Linked DNA regions of Anas platyrhynchos: region 2 is linked to region 1. A link is a contact called in public Hi-C data. All regions are on one chromosome and are shown on one strand. Each heading gives the region's core, a stretch centred on a gene start, on an enhancer-like site or on the middle of the called end of the contact. The rest is flanking DNA. Distances are from core to core; before and after follow the strand shown.

Region 1 (4,353 bases), core at 552-3,051:
TAATTTTCATCTTTCGCTGCCGTATATGGATTTTTCTAATTCACAGCTCTTGAAAATCCATGCAGCTGAGCTCAGAAAAGATCAATCATGTTGGTAACAGCATTGTATCCCCACATAATTCTGTTATCCTGGGATTTACCTCCTAATCTCTGTTTTTTCATCCCTTCCTGGAAGAAGTTCTATGCAAAATCTTTTTAAGAGCTTGTATTGTTTATTCTTAATTTTAAAACTTAAATTAAGTTCAGATTGTCAGAACGCTGACCCCGTAGCATTTTGGGTTAACTTTAATAAATTCCTGGGCACTGAAGATGATGCGTTACCAAGGGGTGTGTGTATTCCCAGCCCAGGGACACTCACAAAGCATTGTTCTAAACATTATTTCTTTCATCAGGTGTTCTCTTACAGTGTACATCAGAGGAGCTGGAAGGCTGGTAGATGGCAAGGCTAAGTATAGGTTTGCCTCAAGCTGAGATTCTCTGATTTGATACCAGTTTCTCTCATAAGCATACTGTTTAGTATCATCCTCTGTCCATTTTATGTTATCGTTTATCTTAGTCTTTAAGACTTACAGGGTTGTAAGTTAACAGCTGCATTGGAAGATAATCCTGAACTTAATTTTGAGTCAAGCATCAGGACGTTTTTAGGATGGCATTTGCAGTGTAGAACAGAAGTCTGCTGTACAGGCATTCTACTGCATGGCTTCCAAAATCCCAGCCCTGCTGCCAGTAAGTGCCCCCCGCTTGATGTTGTGAGGAAAGGGTTCCAAGCAATAAAAGAGACCAGCACCAAAAATGTAAAATTAGCAAGAACATGACTGAGAGTACCAACTGTGCATTTTGAGCAACTGATGACACAAGTTTCTAACACTAAATTTTGTGCGGTATTTTGTCTTTGTACCCTCATTTTAATCCTACAAATACAAAAAATTAGCAATAATAACCTGCGGGTAATCATTGTAGAAGTAGCACAGTGTTCAATGAAAAAAAATGAAATAGTTTAATTTCCTCCTTTTCTCCAAAATATGCTTAAAAGCAATACAAAACTGCGTCAGGACACATTTAATGGAGAAGACAACTTTCATTCCCTGAGGCCTCGTTCCTCTTCTGGAAAGCCGGTAAGCAAATTAGCACTTGCAGGCAGAGTGTTCATTGAAAACAAGTATTAGAATAAATCGCATTATAGCAACCCATTTAAAATACACCACGTATCACCTACTGCTCTGCAACCAACTGTTAACTCACTGCATGCAGCATACAGCCTGGGATATTCACATAATTCCCAATATCAGTCTAGAAACAGTTTGGGGGCTTTCTAGTAGAACCGGAGTATTTTTCCCAGAAGGTAGCACCAGTGTGGGCAGCACAACGCTGAAACGAGAGCAATACTTTGTGGCACCATCGAGCCTTACCTGGCCGTTCCAAAGGGTATCTGTGGATCCTAAACTGCATGCCTCCATTTGAGTCCAATTAACAAACTGGAGAATTAAGAAAAAAAATCAGTGTTTACAGGATGGATCCTGAAAGTAGCATCCCTGCTCCCAGCCACAAACAGTATTTTCTGCAGAAGTTGCCTTCCAGAGCCAGGCTGTGTAGCTCAACTTTGGAAGCTTTAGCTCTGCATTAACACTGCTGCAGAGTCACTGCTTCTCGAGCTGCTTCTCCGTTCTCTCTTCCTCCTGTCATTTTAAGGAAAGGATTTCAGAAGGATGTCCTCGAACTCCCAGACAGTTTCTAGCAGCAACACACAACTGTCTGCCTCTTCTCCTTTACCCAAGGTTTTTATCTGTGTCCAAACAGCCCATGTTAAAACATATGAAGTATTATGTCCTTCAAACTAATCTGTTTGTGGCCACTCCCCTCTGAAGGGTACAGGATGCAAAAGCCCCATCCTCCCTGCACTTCCTTCCTTGCCTGTTCCATGGGAGGATACCAAAACACAGCCCACGGCCCACGCAACGGGGAGCAGGCTGGTGTACACAGGAGGATTTTAAACCCTAGAAACAACCGCAAGGCCGACACAGTGACAAGTGCAGCGAGAGCCCACTGGAAGTGCTGGCCTTTGTTTACCCCATATTTCACCCGCCCACAGGCCTCCCCTACAAATCCAGGTGTTTCAGAGTAGAGCAGACCGCTCTGGGACGTTTAGCTGGGGTGAAGCTGCCGTTAGCCCAGGGTAAGTGCCCACAGTGCACGCCTCAGCAGGAGGAGAAGCACGGGGCCGAGTGCTGCCATCCCTGCCCCTCCTTGTGAAGGTCAGTAGATGCTCTGAGCTTCCTGGCGGACACCAGAAACGGACTTAAAAACCCTTAAAATCATGGCAAGGACCCAAACCATGCTAAAGCAGTCCCAGTACCACACAGACAAGCGGGGTGCTTGGAGGCTGGTTTGCAAGTAGGGTTCAAGTATTGCAGCAGATGCCCAGACCTGGTCCACAGCCTGCAGCCCATGTCCTTCCCAGCACACAATGAGGAACTGCATGCTTGTGGAGTATGGTGTGAAACCTCTCAAGGCAAATTTTACTTTTTCCTAGTGAAAACCGGAGGGAAAAAATAAAAAAAAATAAAAAAAAAATAATAAAAAGGAAGAAAAACAACACTTACAGGACTACTTATTCCTCCTCAGCTTGACAAATTTCCAACAAATACTTCCAGTCACAGAAAGTACGACAGACTTTTTGCTAACAAGGAACTGAAAGCTGCTGTAACATTTTGTTTCCATAAGCACCTCTAGGAATTGTACTTTCCAGAGGCACGAGGGGAAAGAACATCAGAATTTGACTACTGCAAGAAAAATTCAAACCATTGCTGGAAACGTAAGATGAGGTGGCTGGAAACCGTTCTCTCTTGCATACCAACAGAGCAAGCCCCTAAAAAGGTGAGAGGAACAAAGTTCCCAGACTGTCGTGTATCTTCTAGCCTCGCACATGAAAAAAAGCAGCCCTCTGGGCTCTTCTTTCCAGGCAAGGGCATGACCTCAAGAACAGACTGGAGTGTGTGGCCGGCTCTGGCCTCAGTCCAGGAAGGGAATGCTGGGTGGCATTTCTGAACTCCAGCCTATGTACAGGTACCGTCACTACACTTGTAGACAGGTATTTAATATCGGGACCCCGAGTCAAACAAGCTGGGAGGTGGCTGTTTCTCAGGGTGCCACAGCAATTTGTTCCCTTGCACACCGGGAGAAAGATTCATATCCATCCCCTTGCTGCTCTGCTCTGTGGTTAAAAAGGGGAAAGCCTCTACTTGCACCCTCTTGAGTGGCACGCTCCGTGACTGCCTGCAAAGCAAATGCATTGCATTATTGACATTTATTGCACTGTACTACTTTACACAGCACAAGCAATTATTCACTTTCTGACCCATGGCTGGCAGGATGGTGAGGAATATGCTGTATTTCTCTAACACTTGCCTTCTTCGGCTGCAGAAGCTGAGCAAAGGGAGAAGCCATAACATACACCCCCATCCAAATAGGAAACAAGCAATACTTCTTGCCTTTGAAGTTTAAATTAGCAGAGCAGTAAGCAAGGATCCTTGCTCTCATTTTTCACAGACAGCCTTTCTTCTGACACAGGCCATAAAATAGACCATTTCCTACTTTTTCAAGAATTGTATGTCTTGTTTCCTTGTATACACCCACTAGCACTTCATGTTGGGGATCAGAGCATCTCCACGGACCCTTACACAACATGGTATTTGGAGGCATAGTAGCAGCTCAAAGGACTAATTAACCAGAATACCTGACATAAAGATAACGAAAAACACCACAATTTCTCAGACAAATCACAGAGCATAATGGCAGGAATGAAGTACAATTCCACTTCTCTGTATTCAAAGTAAAGACATCATTTACATTCAAAGCATTCCAAGACAAAAATAAATCCTTTCACTCATCTCCTTGGCGAAAATTCAAAAGCGTAACAATAGGAAGGAAATGACCTCAAGTTTAACCTCTTTCCTGAAAATCTTATTAATCCCCTTCCACGAAGTGATGCGCGTTTCATTCTCACCGCACTCCAGTTGTTGCTTCACACATGTGCAAACCCCATGGTGCAGATGCTGCTCCCACGGGGTCCCTGAGCAGCCCACCAGCCACACCTGGAAGCAGATCCCACACAAGGCTCGTACGCAGCGCTCGTCTCTCCTGCAACGTGTAGCCACAATGACACGGAGCTTCAGGGAAGTCGCAGTGTCCCAACACCTTCCTAAAACACCTCTACATTCCCTGCAAAGTGCAACACCTAATTCCCACTGGTGAAGCTGTGTATTTGGGCTCATTCAGCTGGACAACAGAGCTCCTGCCTTCCCTTGCCTGTCTGTGGCAATAGTCAGGAGAGGGAGGAGGGACAGACGACAACGCT
Region 2 (4,474 bases), core at 977-3,476, 68 kb after region 1:
AGATACTTAAGAAGCTTAATAGTGTTTGGGGGATGCGTTGCTTTGCCATCCTAAGTTTCAACAGGAAACAGGAGAATGTCTGTACTAGTCTTTGAGTTTTATACAGCTGCTACGACTAATGGCAGTATCTGTAAAGCAAAAGCAATAGCGAGGTCATTAGCAGACTGAACAGAGGTTGTCCCATTGAACAAAAGTACAGTTTAAACAAGCAGTTTTTATGACATGCTTCCTGAAAGAGAGGTAAGAGCAGCAAGAGGATATTTTTCACGCTGGGACATGACTTCTCATGGAAATGCTTTGTCAGAAATGGACATTTGTAAACTTCTGTAAGACTTCAGATTTCACTGATCCAGTCTGGAAGACTGCTCAGTAGCTGAACCCTTACAAACAAGAGCATTTAAGCCCCAGTTCTTTCACCCTTGAGCCTTTACTACCTGCAGCACACCAGCCAGGCGCACATGGAACAGTTCCCAGCACTACTCAGTCTTTCCACAACGAATGCCTGTACAAAACTTTTCCTGCACTGATCGGAACAAAGCTACAAGCACTTGGAATTCTTTATTGCTTGGGTCCTCCCCATGTATAAGTAATGAATAAAGACTTACAGCTACTCTGTATTTCTGTGCATACACACACACGAAAAAAAAAATAGCTGGCAGTATTACACGTTCAGTTTTGGCCAGAAGGTGAAATAGGTGAAATCAACTCCAGTTAAACTAAGCTATCTAATAATAAGCTATCTAATGTCTTGCAAAGGTGATGTACATGCAGCCATACCCATACCCACTGAAGAGCCTATTTCATAGGAAAGCTGGAAAGTAAAATATTCACACTAGAAAGCTTTTTTCCTTATATACATCAAATGTGAACATGTCACCCAATATTTTTGCTATTTTTATGTAGTAAACTGCATCCCACAGTATTTTAAAACAGGTTTCTCAGCATATTGCACAGGTTGAAGGAAAAACTGATCAGATCCATTTATCAAAGTGGACTATATTCTTTTAATCCACTTAATTTAAATTGTAATTGACCTGTTTTAAGGAGTATAAATCAGAGTAGCCCAATTAAGAATTAGGCCCATTTACATGAGCTGTAATCAGGCTTACAACTGTTTCCTTTTTCAGTAAACCTCATTAAGTTGGGAAACTTTCAGAAAAATAACAGTAGTGTTACAAGACCAGCTATCCAAATCGTTCAGTGCAGCACTCAGCGGAGAAGATTCATTTCTTTTCCACACGATGCAAGGCTTCAATTTTTTCTCCTTCCTTAGAAGACACCATTCCGAGGCTTCAACAACTTGTATTGGACTTAGGGAGTCAGTCTGAAAGATGTCATTAGCAGCTTCCATAATGAATCAGGGTTACACTTACAACGTACAGAGGAGGAACAAAGAGATAAGTCATCCACGACAGCAGGAAGGTGCACAACCAGAACCCGTGGGATAGTTTTGGGATGCCATCTCCCTGTCCCCACTATTAAGACTGCAGGGGCAGGGAGTGATTTCACACCTGTTTCCGTACTAACAAGGAGAGATTATGACATTGATTTTTCATAGGGCTACTTACATGAGTGAGCATTCATCAATTTCTGTTAGAGTTGTGGACTCAGAGCAAAATAATTACTTGACAAGCTGGGTTACAGCCTGTGTCACCAGCCACAAAGCATACTCAGTAGAACGTTAAACCCTTTACTCTTTCACTATGCTTTTTGTTAGCCAAATGCTATACAATCAGCAAAGACACTAAATCAACACATTTTACATTCAGAAATGAAGCTTGGAAATATTTCTTCTTCCAGGATTCTCCTGTATCTGAAGTATTTAAAGGGTTGAACTCTTTGTCATCTGTACTTAGGAAGATTATTTCCATTATGTTGTTTCACACATTGTTAATCAATGCATATTTTAGTAAAGAAAGTCTTTGTCAAATATACAGATAGCCAACATTGTCTTAGGCATTACAAAAGGGATGTCATGAATTTAGAAAATGATGTTAATCTGTCAGAAATGTGTGAGTGTATGAGAGCCTCAGATAAAACTGAAGATTACAGAGCAGAAAGATTTGAGGAAAAGTACTTCTATATTTCCAGGCTGAGTACTTGAGAGTTTAAGTGTTCATTCTTGTGTTGTTTTGTTTTTTTTCCCTCACAGCAGTCTCCTCTTCTGTTTGGGTGGATTTTTATCAAAACATTGGAAAGAAAAAGACTTATTTGGTAACAGTAACACCACAAACCTTGGAAAGGAGACACAGTGAAAGGCATGAGACCTGTGGCTTATCTTTTCTTTTAAGAGCAGAGCCAAAATGGACTTCAGTACTGAATAAAAAAAAATATAAATAAACACTAATCACACATTTACAGTAAGATAAAAAGCCGTGAAACAGGAGATTCATTCTTGCCAACATGAGGTACTTCTCCCATTAAAGTAATAAAATTACATACATATATTAGTCCTCCTTACACTGATTTTATTTACCCCATACATTTATAATCAGCAAATGTAATAGAAATACATTTATCCTCAGAAACAAGAAACAAAACTTGTCAGCCTTTTTTTTCCTTAAAGATGCAAGGACTGTCTCTTTACGGCTAACTGAAGACTGATAAAGCTTATATCAAGAGGCACTGAACGTACTTGTGTCTACAATACCTCAAACTTTGTAAACTGAGAAAAGTGTACAGCAAGCCATAGAAGAGCTACAAATCTCCTGACTTCATGTTCTTAAAGCCTTGGCAGCTGGTGGTTTCAGTTGGTGATCACGATGAGGCAAACATAACAAGTGCAATACAGACAATTAAAAAAAAAAAAAAAGCTTTCAGGAGTACATCTAAACCAAAACCTTATTAATTTGCCTTTGCTAGAAATCCAGTACTTAAGTCTATGTCCCTGCCTGCAGTTTCTATTAATATCAGTAATAAAACAAAAACAAACAAACAAAAAAGAAAATAACATAAAACCAAAAAAATCTTCCAAAACAAACAGTGAAACCATTTTAGAAAAACAGAAGGATGCCATAACTTCACACAGAGATTATCAGGCAAGCATCTGTGTCAAAAACATAGTTGAAAACAACAATGAACTCTGGCATTTATTCTAGTTCTGATACTTTTCTACACATACTTAGATCCTCACAGCATTTTTGCAATGATCTGGACATTACTCAACATGACGTTACTTGCAACGTGAAGCCAGATATTTTATGAAACAAGGTGTATATCTGTACATATTTATGGACACATACACTTGAAACAACAATAGGCAATAAATCTTCTTAAGTTTTGTTTTCTCATCAAGAGGAGAGTGGTTTTGGGGTTTTTTTGTTTGTTTGTTTTTTCCTCTCTTGGAAACAAGAACGGAATTGGTGCCTTTTCTAACCCCAAAACATAGAGCCTTGCCTTTAGGGCTGTACCTCTACTTGTACACAGAACAAGCCAGGGAACAGATGCTGAAGCCACGTGGCATACATGATAAATGCTCTTCTCACAAAACACTGATCTGTCTGATCCATGCTACTTTCAAGCGGCTGGACAGCAGGTACCTCGACAGCCCTGCTCACCCCAACCAAAGTTTCAACAGTCTCAGAGAGCCCACCACAGTCAGGTTTGTAATTTTCCTATGCAATACAAATATTTGAGGAATTACGTCCTTGATAACAATATCTACGTTCATTTAGTCAATGTAGGTGTCTTTATTAGAGCAGTAAGCGAAGAAACATAGGTGACGTTTTTATGTAGCTGTGGTTGCATTTTAAAGAGATGAGTTCACAGTCTCTACTCCTGTTTCGTATGAGAGAATCACTACTTTCTCAAAGTACCAGCTTCAAAGATTCAAACCAGTAATGCTGCAGCAAATTAACACAACCTACTGAGCCGAATAGCTGGCTTTAAAATACATCTTAACTAAAGAGAATACACAGCTTCACAAGCACAGCTTTTGAAGCCAGAATGCTGTAGCCTAGAACTACGAATTTCACACTCTTTGAAAGAACAAAGAATCACCCAAAGATGGGAGGACGTTTTTGTGACAAACAAGATCCAAAATGAGTTGCTGGTTCTGTAATTTTTTTGTGGCTATTTTTGCGAATACTCAGCACCTGTAACATGCATCCCCACTTCGGCACCTCATGAATGATCACTTGTCAGTACTCTTTCAGCAGGACTCTTGCAGATCTTGCTGCTTCCCACCATCCTGCGGCTGGGCCACCCCGCTGACTGTAAGGAGCTGTGGCTTCAGCTGTCGCATTTATTCCTGGCAAACTCTTCTTTCCTACCGTGGTTACTCGCTCTGACAAGGATCAGTCAATGTATTTTATTTTTTCTTTTTAAAAAAGATGCTGTTTGTCATTCCTGGAGGAAAATGAATTTTACTGCTGTAAGCTTCAGGCTCATCTAATTACAATACCAGCCTTCAGGGAATTTTTAAACTAATGACATTGTATTTGTCAAGCACAGAAACTTTTAATCTGATTTTCAA

Evidence for each region. A called contact is a pair of places that touch in the nucleus more often than the background predicts.
Region 2: a Hi-C map of small yellow follicle shows a contact between it and region 1, with 4 times the contacts expected there. The contact joins two enhancer-like sites. A contact is called at or near these places in 2 of 8 Hi-C or Micro-C datasets (F5 follicle and small yellow follicle).

The regions. Positions count from the first base shown.
Region 1 is chr7:38,210,425-38,214,777 of IASCAAS_PekinDuck_T2T, forward strand. All of the region lies in intron 2 of HECW2 (HECT, C2 and WW domain containing E3 ubiquitin protein ligase 2), which reads right to left. Among named protein-coding and RNA genes, the nearest start is that of STK17B, 93 kb to the left of the region's middle. Within about 2 kb of position 1,802, at least 4 of the 8 cell types and tissues checked have an H3K27ac peak or open chromatin away from gene starts, as enhancers often do. A contact at or near this core is called in small yellow follicle, where this site is marked.
Region 2 is chr7:38,278,050-38,282,523 of IASCAAS_PekinDuck_T2T, forward strand. The region is part of intron 1 of HECW2 (HECT, C2 and WW domain containing E3 ubiquitin protein ligase 2); the gene reads right to left. Among named protein-coding and RNA genes, the nearest start is that of CCDC150, 26 kb to the right of the region's middle. Within about 2 kb of position 2,227, at least 2 of the 8 cell types and tissues checked have an H3K27ac peak or open chromatin away from gene starts, as enhancers often do. A contact at or near this core is called in small yellow follicle, where this site is marked.